Regions from separate parts of the Pan troglodytes genome. Here region 1 is linked to region 2. Evidence: chromatin contacts called from public HiChIP or PLAC-seq data. All regions are on one chromosome and are shown on one strand. Each heading gives the region's core, a stretch centred on a gene start, on an enhancer-like site or on the middle of the called end of the contact. The rest is flanking DNA. Distances are from core to core; before and after follow the strand shown. Region 1 holds the start of CHMP3 (charged multivesicular body protein 3). Region 2 holds the start of RMND5A (required for meiotic nuclear division 5 homolog A).

Region 1 (6,846 bases), core at 1,024-3,523, 150 kb after region 2:
AGTGCTGGTATACACTATTGGTAGGAGTTCACAATAGTGCAATGTATATGGAAGATACTGGTATTAAGTTTAAAATTTTTAACTGTGCCTATATTTGCAGGATTATTTACTAGGGAAAAACTAGAAACAATCTTATATAATAGGGAAATGGTTAAATAAATTATGGTACATTCTTGCTATGGACTGCCATAGATATTGACACCGATGAAAGTCTACATAAAATGTGTTTAAAAGGAAATTGTAGGACAACGTATATAACATAATATCAATTAAGTAAAAATAGGGCTGGGAGAGGTGGCTCAATGTATATAATATAATCTCAACTAAGTAAAAATAGGCCCGGGCAAGGTGGCTAACACCTGTAATCCCAACACTTTGAGAGGCTGAGGTGGGAGGATCGCTTGAGCCCAGGAGTTTGAGACCCGCCTGGGCAACATGGCTAACCCTTGTCTCTACAGAAAAATTAAAAACACAGTGGGCGTGGTGGCTGACACCCAGCTACTCAGGAGGCTAAGGTGGGAGGATCACTTGAATCTGGGAGGTAGAGGCTGCAGTGAGGCAAGATCCTGCCACTGCACTCCAGCCTGGGTGACAAAGTGATACCCGGTCTCAAAAACAAATACATAAATAAAAATAAAAGTATATTTTCCAACGGAAAAGGTTTCAGAAGATTCACACTATATTTAATAGTTGGTGTGAATCCTTTGAGACCTTTTCCCCTGAGGAAGTGAGAATGAGGGTTTAACTTTTCACAATGAACAGGCAGTGCTTTTTTAAAAACAACTTTATTGAAGTATGATTGGACATAAAATAAATCGCACATACTTAGTGTCCAACCTGGTAAGTTTTGATATTGTATACATCTGTGAAACCATCATCACAATCAAGATATTATCCATCATCCCCCTAAACTTCGTGTCTCTTTGTAATCCCTCTTTTCTGCCTCTTTCTGACCCCACTCCTATCCGCTAGCAACCGCCCATGTACTCTCTGTCACTATGTATTAGTTTGCATTTTCCAGAATGTTATATAAATGGAATCATACGGTTCTGGCTTCTTTCACTTGGCAGAATTATTCTGAGATTCATCCATGCTGTTGCATTTATCAATAGTTTACTTTTTTATTGCTCAGTACTATTCCTTCGTATGGATCAATCACGACTGGTTTATCCATTCACTTGTTGATAGACATTTGGATTGTTTCCAGTTTATGGCTATTACAAATAGAGCTGCTATGAGCATTTGTGTACAAGTCTTTGTAAGAACATATGCTTTTTTCCCTCTTGGGTAAATAGCTAGGAATGGAAGGCTGGCTTTGTTTAGCATTTTAAGAAATTGTCAAAATGTTTTCAAAGCTGCCGAACCATTTTATGATTCCACCAGAGACAGGAGTATGGGGCTGAGGTAACAAATGGTCCCCTTCACCATCCTCGGATGAGTTAATGACAGTAACCATCAGCTCACCGTATAGGCCTAATCAGGAACTGTCCGTGCTAAAATGTGTCTAGTTCTCTTTAGTCAGATTCCTTTGAGAGTGTGATTAAGCTCACGGTCAGTGTGGCGTGTAGGACAGGACACACATGGACAATTGCTAGGCAGGAATCGCCCACGCTGGAAAGGGCGATGGCCTGAAAAAAAACGACCGCAGTGTGGCTGGCGCCTGTAGTCCCAGCTACTCGGGAGGCTGAGGCAGGAGAATGGCGTGAACCCGGGAGGCGGAGCTTGCAGTGAACCGAGATCGCGCCACTGCACTCCAGCCTGGGCGACAGAGCGAGACTCCGTCTCAAAAAAAAAAAACAAACAAAAAAACAAAACAAAACAAAAAACGACCGCAGTTGGGATGGAAAGGGGAGGGTTGAAGTTCAGACATATTGAAGTTAGAATGGTTGGGACTTGGTAAGAGGGGAGAGAGGACAATGCCTAGGGTTTAGTGACCAGGTGATGGTGGTGCAAGCAGAGGGGAGGAGTGGGTTGGCGGGAGGAAAAAGAGGTTATTTTTGGTTTGTCACCTGTGAGTTGCCTACTGGACACAAAGATGAAGCTGTCGGGAAAGTGATGCTAAGTGTACACGTCTGCGTGGAGATCCAGACTTCTGGTGCAACATCTAGGTTTAGGTGAAGTATTAGAAGCAGTTGTAGCCAACAAATTCGTATCTTTCAGAGCAATCATTTCTACACCTTACGAAAAGCACCGAATCCGTGGTCTCCCCCACACAGACATGACCAGAACATGTGCGATGACGTCAGCCTTTTTGACTAGTCTCCTACTCACTCAATTCTGCGCAGGCGTATGGCGCATGCGCACCATCCCCTACTGCCGCCGCTCCCTACTCTGGGGGTTGGGACTACCTCCCTTTCCGCGGGCCCCGCCCAGGCGGCTGCCCGTGACGTGCCTGGGCGCGGGGAACTGAAAGCCGGAAGGGGCAAGACGGGTTCAGTTCGTCATGGGGCTGTTTGGAAAGACCCAGGAGAAGCCGCCCAAAGAACTGGTAAGGGCTACGGCGGCGGCAGATAAGCGGGTGGATCTGTGTGGGGCGTACTGAAGTTGGTAAATGACAGGACACTCTTCTCCCCACCGCCTGCCCGATACCGCCCGGCCCCCATTTCCGGGGACTCCCACTCGACAGGGGGGCCGGAGGAAGAGTCTTTAGGAGTCGGCTGTGGGACGCGAGAGCTCCTGTTGCCATGGCTCTCGAACAGGTAGCCGAGGGTGGATGAAGAGTTTCTCCACCTCGCCACTGAGCGCGTAGGCAGCGACACCGTCCTGGCCTCGGAAACCCCTTCCCCCTGCGCGCGTTGGTACGACCCGCCCGGAACCTTTTCCCAGCGTAGGCCCCACCCCTCCAGCCCGGCTGCGGACCACCCGGAGAACCTTCTCCTGCCCGGAGCGTTGTTTGGAGCGGGCCGGATCGCGTCTGCCGGAGGAGCCGTCTGTTCTCCGTTCTCCCTGTTGTGTTGAAAAAGAGGCTCAGTTTCCTCTTTCCCCAGCCCTTGTGTTGACCCTAGGCACATATGGTAGCGGGGCAGGGACTCGACCCAGAAGAATGTTACAGAAGATAGCTCTGGACCCGGCTTCAAACTCTCGTTACCTATTAATTGAGATAATATTGGGAGGCAAACAGTTGAAAATGCCCTGCAGTCAGTCAACCTAAGTTTGAATCCTGCCTTCCCACATCTCAGCTCTGTGATCTCTGGAAAGTTCACTTCTCAGTGCCTTCTCGTCTGTGAAGCCAGAATAATAGTAGTGTCACCTCAGAGTAATTGAAGATTCAGGGATGTAAAGTTTTCATATTGGTAGTTAGGGCTAATTCTTTAAATACGGCACAGCCTTGCTACTCAAATGCCAACCAGCAGCATCAACATCACCTGGGAGCTTGTTAAATCTCGGGCCCCACTCCAGACCCACTGAGTCAGATTTTGAATTCTGACAAGCTCCCTAATGATTAGTGTGCACATCAGTGCTTTGAGAAGCACTGCTCTGCAACACCTAGGCTTGTCCAAAATGGAAAAAAAAATCCTGAAATCCTTTAATAAATGATCTTACCTGTTCAGCTCTAGCAGGCACATTTTAAAAACTAATCTTATGCATCTTGCAATTCCTGGCACATAATGTGCGTTAATGTAAATTTGTTGTTGTTGTTGTTAAAGGCCCTAGAACAGTAGACACTCATTATTTTCGTCAGGAAACTTACTCAGTTTTGCTCCTTGGTAAAATAAAAATTGTGGCGCTTAAATGAAATAACGTATAACATCACTTTGGAAACTATAGAACATTATATAGATGCACATTTTGTGACATCTGTATATTCTAAGATTCTTGTTATTGTAGAAGTGTGGTAGGGAGAGATTATTTGTTGCCTTCAGTGTTTGGCCTTGGCATTGCCATTCGTAAATTGAGATAAGATTATGGAGAAGCAAAAAAGATGCTGGGGAAATGGTTGCTTTATTGTTTAAACTAGTCTCTAGTATATGTACTACTATACTACTCTAGTATATTGTACACTTAGATTGTTTTTAAATGATAAATTGCTAAGAACACGATGTTGGTACACTCTTCAGTAGGGTAATCTACCTGAGAAAGCTGATTGACACTGGAAGATGGCAGGGTTGAAGCATGAGATTGGTTTTTAAAACTATGCTTGCCAGAGCCGAACAGGTAAGATCATTTATTGAATAAAAAATTTTAGTTTTTTTCCCCCCATTATGGACAAGTCTGGGTATTGTAGAGCAGTGCTTCTCAAGCATTAGTGTGCACACTAATCATTAGGGATCTTGTCAGAATTCAAAATCTGATTCAGTGGGTCTTGGATAGGGTCTGAGATTTCTAATAAGCTCCCAGGTGATGTTGATGCTGCTGGTCTACACTTGAGTAGCAAGATTGTAGAGTGAATTAAGATTAGCCCTAACTACCACCACCTTTAGCTAACATATTGAACCAGGCATTGTGTTAAGCACTCTGCAATGTTATGAGGTAGGAACTGTTATTGTCTCCACTTTACAGGTGGCAACTGAGGCATACAGTATTTAGGTAATTTGCCCAAGGTCATACAGTTTGTGAATTACAGCACCAGAGGTTAGGTATTCTAAGGCCTATACTTAGAATTATCATGCCATTTATACTACCTCCCAAAGAGGGATTATAAAGGTGAAATAAGAAGCCAAAGAACTTAACTTCTAGCAAGTAAGATACACATTTTAAGAGCTGGTTTGGATAGGGCACCTGATATGGTTTGGATCTGTGTCCCCGCCAAATCTCATGTCAAATTGTCATCCCCAGTGTTGGAGGTGGGACCTGGTATGAGGTGATTGGATCATGGGAGCAGATTTCCCATGAGTGGTTTAGCACTATCACCCTTGGTACTGTCCTTGAGATAGTGAGTTCTCATGAGATCTGGTTGTTTAAAAGTGTGTAGCACCTTCTCCCTCATTCTCTCTTGCTCCTGCCATGTAAGATGCCTATTTCTTTGCCTTCCCCCATGATTGGAAGCTTCCTGAGGCCTCCCTAAAAGCAGAAGCTGCTGTGCTTCCTGTACAGTCTGCAGAACCGTGAGCCAGTTAAACCTCTTTCTTTTTTTTTTTTTTTAAATTATACTTTAAGTTCTGGGTTACATGTGCAGAACGTGCAGTTTTGTTACATACGTACACGTGCTGTGGTGGTTTGCTGCACCCATCAACTGGTCACCTGCATTAGGTATTTCTGCTAATGTTATCCCTCCCCAACCCCCAACCCCTGACAGGCCCCGGTGTGTAATGATCCCCTCCCTGTGTCCATGTGTTCTCATTGTTCAATTCCCACTTATGAGTGAGAACATGCGGTGTTTGGTTTTCTGATCTTGTGATAGTTTGCTGAGAATGATGTTTTCCAGCTTCATCCATGTCCCTGCAAAGGACGTGAACTCATCCTTTTTTATGGCTTCATAGTATTCCATGGTGCCACATTTTCTTAATCCAGTCTATCATTGATGGACATTTGGGTTGGTTCCAAGTCTTTGCTATTGTGAATAGTGCCGCAATAATTTTTTTTTTTTTTTTTTGAGATGGAGTCTCACTCTGTCACCCAGGCAGTGCAGTGGCGCGATCTCAGCTCACTGCAACCTCCGCCTCCTGGGTTCAAGGGATTCTCCTGCCTCAGTCTCCTGAGTAGCTGGGACTACAGGCGCGTGCCACCACATCTGGCTAATTTTTTGTGTGTTTAGTAGAGACAGAGTTTCACCGTGTTAGCCAGGATGGTCTTGATCTCCTGACCTCGTGATCTGCCCACCTTGGCCTCCGAAAGTCTGGGATTACAGGTGTAAGCCACCGCGCCCGGCCCTCTTTTCTTTTTATGAATTACCCAGCCTCAGGTATTTCTTTATAGCAATGTAAGAACCGACTAATACAGTACCACATACACAGGTATAGGAGTTCAGTGGTTGGAGTGATTATCTCCAGGCTGAGATGATCAGAAACAGTTTGACCTTTCACTGTCATGTGTTCTTGACTATTTAGTAGGATTTTTAGTGTTAGATGATCCACTTTATCTGGTGCTGGAGATACCCAGCCCAAGGTTTTCTTCAAGTTCCTCCTCAGTTCTTCAAGATACCCCTTCAGTTTTGATGATATGTTTTAGTTTGTGAGAAGAATGTCCATCCACTTTAGGGTCAGCTTCTACCAAGTGCCAGGCTTTCTCTCACACCTGTGACTTGTGAACAAAGAAAGTGTTTTGTCACCAGCTGTGGTTACTTAGCATTAGTCTGTAATTCAAGAAGGTGCCAATAAAGCAGGGATGGTGTATTAGTCAGGGTTTTCCAGAGAAGTAGAACCAATAGGATGGATAGATAGATAGGTAGTTGAGAGGGAATTTAATATGGAAATTGACTGGGGATTATGAAGGCTGAGAAGTACTATCATATGCTGTCTGTAAGCTGGAGACCCAGAGAAGCCAGTGGTGTAGCTCAGTCCAGGGTTGAAGGCCAGAGAACCTAGTGAGTTGGGGTAGCACTGATGGAAGTCCCAGAGTCCAGAGAGTAGAGAACCTACAGTTCTGATGTCTAAGAGCAGGAGACGGGTATCCCAGATGCAGAAGAGAGCAAGAATTTGCCTTTCTTCTGCCTTTTTGTTATGTCCAGACCCTCAACTGATTGGATGGTGCCCACTTACATTGGGTGTGGGCTGATCTTCTTTAGTTCACTGATTGAAATGCCAGTCTCTTCCAGAAACACCCTCATAGACGTATTCAGAAATAGTGCTTTACCAGCTATCTGGGTATCCCTCAACCCAGCTGAGGAGATACCTAAAATTAACCATCACAGATGGGAAATACTTTTTTCTCTGTAGAACTGCTGATGCACTGATAAAGTATTGAGAG
Region 2 (7,396 bases), core at 4,188-6,687:
TGGGAGGCCGAGGCGCGTGGACTGCTTGAGGTCAGGTGTTCAAGACCAGCCTGACCCACATGTTGAAACCCCGTCTCTACTAAAAATACAAAAATTAGCCAGGCGTGGTGGCAGGTGGTGCCTGTAATCCCAGCTACTCAGGAGGCTGAGGCAGGAGAATTGCCTGAAGCCAGGAGGCGGAGGTTGCAGTGAGCTAAGATCGCACCACTGCACTCCAGCCTGGGTGACAGAGGGAGGCTGTCTCAAAAAACAACAAAAAAATTTTTTTTCTGGAGACTGGCATTTATGTCTGTGAAGTGGGCAACCAGGTGGTCCAGGAACAAGAGTAGAAAGATTTTTCAATGGGTGTCCTTTTTTATCATTTGAGTTTATACCATTTGAATGTACTATTCACTGGGTTATCTTTTTCATTGTTTGAATGGATACCATTTGAATGTATGACCTACTAAAAATTAATAAATAAATTTTAAATTTAGAAAATTCCTTGAAAGTCACTTTCAGAAACCACATTAGAACTCCGTTAGTCTAAAAATAATCAGAAAAGAATACTGCATGTCCTTTACTCTTACAAAAACTGCAATTTTCCCAAGTATACTTTTAAATGTGTCCTGAAACCATTACCAACTGTTTCTGCCTAATTTTCTTTCACAAAGTATGAGTGCAGAATACCAGCAAAACATGATAAATAGTTCTTTTCTGTTTTTCCCTTCCACCACAGAGGTGCTAATGGGAAACAATATAAATTTGCCAATAGGAAAAAAATGCTAAAAGGCATATACTCACAAATCAAATCACTAAAAGTTAACCATACAGTAGTTAACCCTGTTAAGCCAGGGTTATCCAAAGCACCGCTCCCATACCACTGACGCGAATGGTAATTTTAGCTAGTATGTAAACTAATATTTTAATTGTTATGAATTTATTTTAACATGTAGTTTATTATACCTAATACCTACATACCACATGTAGAACTACACAAATATCACTGCCTAAGATAAATCTACTTAAGTAAAGTCGTGAATCCATCTGAAAAATAAGAGTGCACATGTGTATGAGTGAAGTTTTAGAAGCACCAGTGCACTATACAAATTAGATCGAGGCACAATGGGAATGACCACCAGCCTACATTAACCACAATGAACTTAGACCAAACTTCGTGCTCACAGGGAAACTCTCACTGAAAGGCTGGCACAACTAAATGACAGAAGCTGTGATCTCTATTCCCCTTATCTTGGACACCTCACTGCAGGCTCTGGATCACTCCCCACCCTCCTATCTACCACCCTAAGGTTTCTAATTCCAAAGGCATGAAGAGAAGTCTAGAGTCAGTCTCCAGGGAGAGGAATGTCTTGGCCTCGGCAGAGCTCTTCAGTATTCTCCCTGGTTCTTATTGCCTCTTCATATTTCTATTACACCTATGTTGTCCCTGAACCACCAATATTCCCTAACTGTCTATGGCACCAAGTCGAAGCCTGCACTTCCCTCTCAGAGCCTTATATTCCATTACTGTTCTCTGCTGCAGGCCTGATACCAGTCCAACCCCATTCAAAAGAAAAAAAAAAAAAGATATTCCTGTTCTCAGGCTGATGGATTTGGCCAGAGGTGGATTAAATGGCAGAGCACAAACCAATTCACCAGGTATGAGAGACCAGCCCATACTATCCTCATTTCCCCAAGTGTATCTGCATTAAGAAACTTGCATTTTAAAAAAGATTAACGAGAGAAATTTTATGTAAAAGAATTTCAAGCTACTTAAAGGTGATTTAGACCACCTGAGAAATTTTAGGGCTCACTGCAGGACTATCTCCCAGCCAGCAATCAGGCAGTATTTACAATCTGGAACTAAGGGTGCTGAGACTAGAAAAGGGTTGTCAATGGGCTTACTAACTAAACTCTTATTTATGTATGATCAGTTTCCATCACAAACTATCCTAACAGCTCATTTAGTATATAGCTGTGTGCTCACAACTTTAGAGATGAAAAAAAAATTTTAACATAAAACATTCATCCTCAGAAACTGAACCAATCCCTTTAGGTTGGCTAAAGGATGCTTCTGCAACAGTCATTCACCAGTATGATGCAATGATGTGTTCTATATAGTCCTCAAAAATTCTGTTTTATTCATACCAGATTCTTGCAAGTATTACCACAAGTAATCTCAGAGAATGAGGTCCAAAGTCCTGACAGAGGGGTCCCAATTAGAGCCTCTCAGGTTATCAGAATCATTTGCCCAGACAGGTATATTCAGAAGCCCAAAAATCTTCCCTTTAAACTTGAAAATAGAGTTCCAAACTCAGTTTTCAGTAAAATACCTTTGAGAAGGGCATATTTAAGTTTCAATGTAATATCTACCACATCACCTGCCGAGAACTTTAATTTAGAAATCATCTGTTTTCAAAAATACCATAGCCCAGATGCCAAAGCATGATGTTTATCTTTACACAAAAAAACACCAAAAGAAGAAAGATTTTATTTGGGAAACTAGACCTGGCACTTGTGGTATTTATTTTCTTTCATGTTTTATAACTACCTTTAGTCACTTAATCCTATTATTGAAGAATTAAAGGAAATCAAAGAGATACCAATATAAGACTAGCAATTTGGTAGACAAGAGGGAAAAAATTAGGAGGCTGAAAAAGGAACACACAAACTCACCAACTCAAGACTGTTTTTAACAGCATAGCATACTGTGTGGCCAATACCCCTCAAACCATAAATTCTGAGAAAAGTTCCCTAGTACCCAGTGAAGAGTCAAAAACAAATTCCTGCCTCAGCAATTTCTCACCATCATTTTATCCATCTGAGCCTGGCCCTAAATTTTCTAAAACAAAGCTCACAATCACATCCCCCTTCAACTTACATCCTCTCTCATGGAAGAAAGGTACTTTCTGTTCCATCATTTTCCTCTCAAACTCTGCCTATGACCTGGTCCCTAAAAACGAAATGTTCCTTCCACCTCTCCAAGTCTAGGCCCTTCATTCTCTTCCTCCACTGGTTCCTTGGCAGGGCCGGGAGCACAGAGGGAATATCTCCCACCGCTGTACTGGATTGCCCACACCTCGGTTCACATCGAATTTTTCTTCTTAACCCCCAGTAATCTGGCTTGTCTTAGCAATTCTATGAAACTGCAAGCACAGAGGGTTACTGACTCCCAATAGCCAAATAAAAGCTGACCAATCTCTCCTTTTCTAAGTCCTCGCCCTTTTCGATTTCTGCTGGCTCTATCTAGCCTTGGCTCTCCACTCGCCAAGGAAAATTCAAGACTGTGGTTAGACTCTAGTCTTTCTTCTGTGCAATCTAAGTGATCCCCTCCACTGTCCTCCTAGAAATGACATCAGAAAACAATCTTAGACCTATGCATCTCCAGCCACCAGTAAATATGAGAGCCCTCGATTCTATCTTCATTAAGCCCTTCAACTTTACTTCACATGTCCAAAACCAAATTCAAAGTCTTCCCAGGATTCCTGTCCCATTCCACCTTCACTTCCCTGTATCTACCAACTATATCATCATCGCCACGTCAGTCAAATTTCCCTTCACAGGCAGCCACCAAGGTCTGCTCGTTTTTCCATACTAGTATTGCAACTCCTATGAGAATACGGTTTTTCCATATTAATATCTCATCCACTATGACTCCAGGTTTGCTTCCTTCCTAGAGTTCAAAAATGACTGCAGTGTCCAGAATGAGAAGCTGCTGTAAGACTCCTTTCCCATGGACCAGCACCCATCCTCAACTGAAATGCAGTCTGGGAAAGTGTGAAAAAATGAAGGAGAAGGAGAGAGACACTCAGCTAACGCCACTGCCCTCATCTCACCTGCCACAAATAATCTGCATCTTCCCCCAGCTACCAAACCGTCCTTCACATAAATTTCTGTTCAGCCCACAAGCTGAAAAACCTCCTCAGCCTCTTATTAAAGACCCATTAAATAAGTCCTTTACTTCTTGATCAAAAGGAATCATCGCTGTGACTTTTAAAGTGTAAGAAAACCAAACCTTTAAAAGTACCTGTCCTCAGGGCTTCGGGCAATAAAAAAAAAAAATCTAGGTGAAACACCTTCTATAGGAAAATTTATTTTTTTTGAAAGAACTTAACCAGGCAAAGCAAGTAACTAGCAACATGTGCACAATTTACTTGGGCAAATGTCGCCCGTTCCTCCTCGGTGTCATCAGAAGGTACACTAGGAGAACAGAAGGGTTGAATTGAGCTGGTTTCCAAGGAACCATGTCAGAGCCGCTACGGAGTTAAGAGCTGCGTCCACACAGCAGCCAAATCATGAAGTTGCAGGAGCGGCTGTTGTTAACCCACAGCTAAGAATAACGCTCGACTTTCCAAAATAAAACGAAGAAACGAAGTCCCCTGGCCAAGGATTCGGGGCGGCACAGAGGGGAAAGGGAGCTTCCTGCACTGCCCTCATCACTCAGAGCCTGGGGTCCCAGGCGATTCACTCACCGCCCGCAGAACAGCGCCGCGGGCACCACGTGAGACTCCCGGGGCCGGCTGGGGGCGGGGGACGAGGGGCGCCCACTCGGGGGTCGGCAGTTTGCAGGTGCGGTGGGCGGCCCCCTCACCCACGTTTATCCGGACTGGAGCCCGCGGCTCCCGGCTGGGTTTCCGGGTGGTTCGCGCTCCTTCTGAATTGGCAGCGAGGTCGCGGCAGGTTCGAGGTAAAATCGGACGAAGAGGAGAAAAAGTCTCAGGGGTCTGGGGGCCTCCGCGCCTCAGGGGAGGCAAGGGCCGGGCCAGAGGCGCGAGGGTGGGTGAGGGATTCCCGCCGCAGGGCCGGGACCGGGGCTCGGGCAGTGGGCCCTGCCCCGCGCGCCCACGCGGGCCGCCCTACCGTGGCTCTGCAGGATCTCGTGCTTGAGGCCGCCGGTGTAGTCGATGAGCTCCTCCAGGCCGCGCTCGCACAGCTGCCCGTAGCCCGAGAACTTGTGCAGCACCTTCTCCAGCTCGCGCTCCACCGTCACGCACTGATCCATGCCGGAGGCGGCGGCGCTCGGCTCCTCGGCGCCCAGGTGTCCGCAGCCGTTCGGCCCGGGCCCCGCCGAGGCCGCGTCCTGCTCCTCGTTCCCCAAGCGGGCGGCGCGGGAGGCTGAGGCGGCCGAGGCGGCGGGCGCACTAGCCGCGGCGCCGGGGGAGCCCCGCGCAGCCGGAGCCCGCCTGCCCCATGGCGCCCTAGCCCCCTGGCGCGTCGCCGCTGCTCCCGTTCGCTCGCTGCACTCGGCCCCGCGTCCCCAGGCCCCGCTCGCGACGTTCGGGTGCCTGCGACGGCGCGGCCGATTGTTTTTGTTTTCACGGGAAGCGACCGATGACCTGGTTCTCCCGGGCGGCACCAAGCGCCGCCGACTGGGGGGAGGGGGATGGCCACCCGGGCGAGGAAAGGAGGCGGCGCGGGCCGTACCAAGTACACCCTCGGGGTGGGGGGTGCGACCCGGCGAGAACGGGCGGAGGAACGCGACGGGCGCCCACACGCGCCGCCACTCTAATGGTGTGGGCCGTACCACACGGAAGGCGTGCGAGGGAGAGGGCGAGGGTGGAGCGAGGCCCCAATTGGCCTGAGTAGCTAAATAGGGAACTTTGGAGACAGCCCCAGCGCTCGGAGAGCGCTACAACTACGCGCTCCATAAACAAGGAGGCGGAAACCGGCCCTCACCACTCCGCCCAGAAGCGGGGAACCCCAACCAATGGGCGCGGGGAGTCGTAAGAAGCCAATCCCTGGCCGAGGCGTAAGCCTTCAGCCAATCCGGGCTGAGGGGCCAAACCAACGGGCTCGCTGTTGGAGGGGGTGACTTGGAGAGCGTACCGAGAAACGAGTAGTTTATGGAAAGCCTTGGGGGAAAACTAGACAAAAATACAAAGGGCTGTTTTCCATAGGACGTCGCCCTGACCCCAATTTATTTCGTCTCCTCATCGATCTTAAGGGAAAGGGGTACCGTCATTCCGAACTTTTGGGCGACGGATCCATCTCCCGGGATGAAAAACCAAGCCAGGCCGCCCGGGGGCTGGTGCTGCGTCGGCGGGGGGTCCCTAATGGGAATTAAAGGCGGGGGTGATTGGGCCCGGGTGAGGGGAGCCGCTTGCTGCTCGCGAAAGCCCCGCGCCGGCTGTCAGCGCTGCCCCGGGCTTGCGACACCCAGGAGGTCATGTCCCCATCCCCCGCGGGCCCTGGCCCTTTGGCCCCTTGGCCTGGAACCTCTCCTGACGGTGGCCTCGCCCCAGAGCCATGTGCCGGGCAGCTTAGCAGGGTGGAAAGAACACGCGCTGGAGAGCCGGGCAGCCTGGCCCTTGCTCCCTAGGAAGCCTTATGCTATCGGATCGGATCGGCTTTACCCCCTCGGGTAAATCCTTCCCATCGCTTGCTATGGAGTCTCCAGCCTTGGCCTAGACCTCCTTGATCAGCATCGGCTGCACTACCTTTGCATTTCTTCAGGAGCCCAGCTAGTTCGTGCCTCAGGGCCTCTGCACTTGCCCTTTCCTTGGCCCAGAAAACTCTTCTCCTACCTTTTTCATCCTGAAGTTCTTCTCAGCTCACTTGTCCCCTTACAGGGTCCTCCCCTGGCTGACCACACTAATGTACTTCCTCCCCACCGTTAATACCATAACACATTTTATTATTTCCACACCACTTAAACTCTGAAATGATCTGATGTTTTATTTTTCTGTCTGCACCACTTACATAAAACCATGAAGGCAGGCCCCCTGCTTGTCTAAATTTTTTGCCTAGAACAGCCCCTGGCGTGAGGTGGTAGGCAATTCTTTTTCTTAAATTAACGTGATAACGTTTTTGAGCCTTAACTTCCGTATAACTGAGAAATAATTGGAATTAATACTTAACTAAATTGTTAGATAAAGGAGAATATATGTAAATACCCATAATAGGCTCATGATAACCACATGATAAAGGTGGTAGTAGTCATTATTAGGGCAGCCCCAACTGGTATTATTTCAGATCTCCCTTCTCCCCACCCCATTTTTCTTCCCTCTTGGCAGATGTCTCTGATTCTTCACTGAGATTAAAAAAAAAAAAAAATCTAGCTCCAGCAACTTCTATCACTCTTCTCCAAGTATTGCTGTGTACCACCCATTTTGTGAACATTCTTATGTACCCAAAGGACCAGGAGTCCCTTCTCCCTTTCCAAGACAGCCGTTGGGGCCTGCAGGCTGCCTCTCACCCCTGTCCAGATCTTCCCCCTCTATCTCTGCAGTAGGTTCTTCCTTTCTACTTTCAGCCCAAATGGGTTTGACCTACCTGGGGGAGGAAACTTAATTTAACCCTCCTCAAGCACTCATTTCTTTCACTGCCAAACTGCCTAGACAAATCTATGTTTATTCCTCCCTTTTCTTCAAGGATCTCCTTGATAAGCTCAGTCACCCTTTTCTCAGTCTTTTTTTTT

What was found. HiChIP or PLAC-seq counts read pairs in DNA pulled down with a chosen protein or histone mark.
Region 1: an H3K4me3 HiChIP or PLAC-seq map of stem cell-derived excitatory neurons shows a contact between it and region 2, with 3 times the contacts expected there. The contact joins the promoter of CHMP3 here to the promoter of RMND5A in region 2. A contact is called at or near these places in 1 of 7 Hi-C or Micro-C datasets (stem cell-derived neural progenitor cells) and 1 of 1 datasets of contacts at active chromatin or transcription factors (stem cell-derived excitatory neurons).

Annotation. Positions count from the first base shown.
Region 1 is chr12:36,184,400-36,191,245 of NHGRI_mPanTro3-v2.0_pri, forward strand. CHMP3 (charged multivesicular body protein 3) reads left to right here and starts at 2,274. Exons shown (of 6, transcript XM_001138427.7): 1 at 2,274-2,488. The coding sequence starts at 2,444.
Region 2 is chr12:36,031,204-36,038,599 of NHGRI_mPanTro3-v2.0_pri, forward strand. It overlaps RMND5A (required for meiotic nuclear division 5 homolog A), which reads right to left and starts at 5,438. Exons shown (of 9, transcript XM_016948908.4): 1 at 4,840-5,438. The coding sequence starts at 4,981.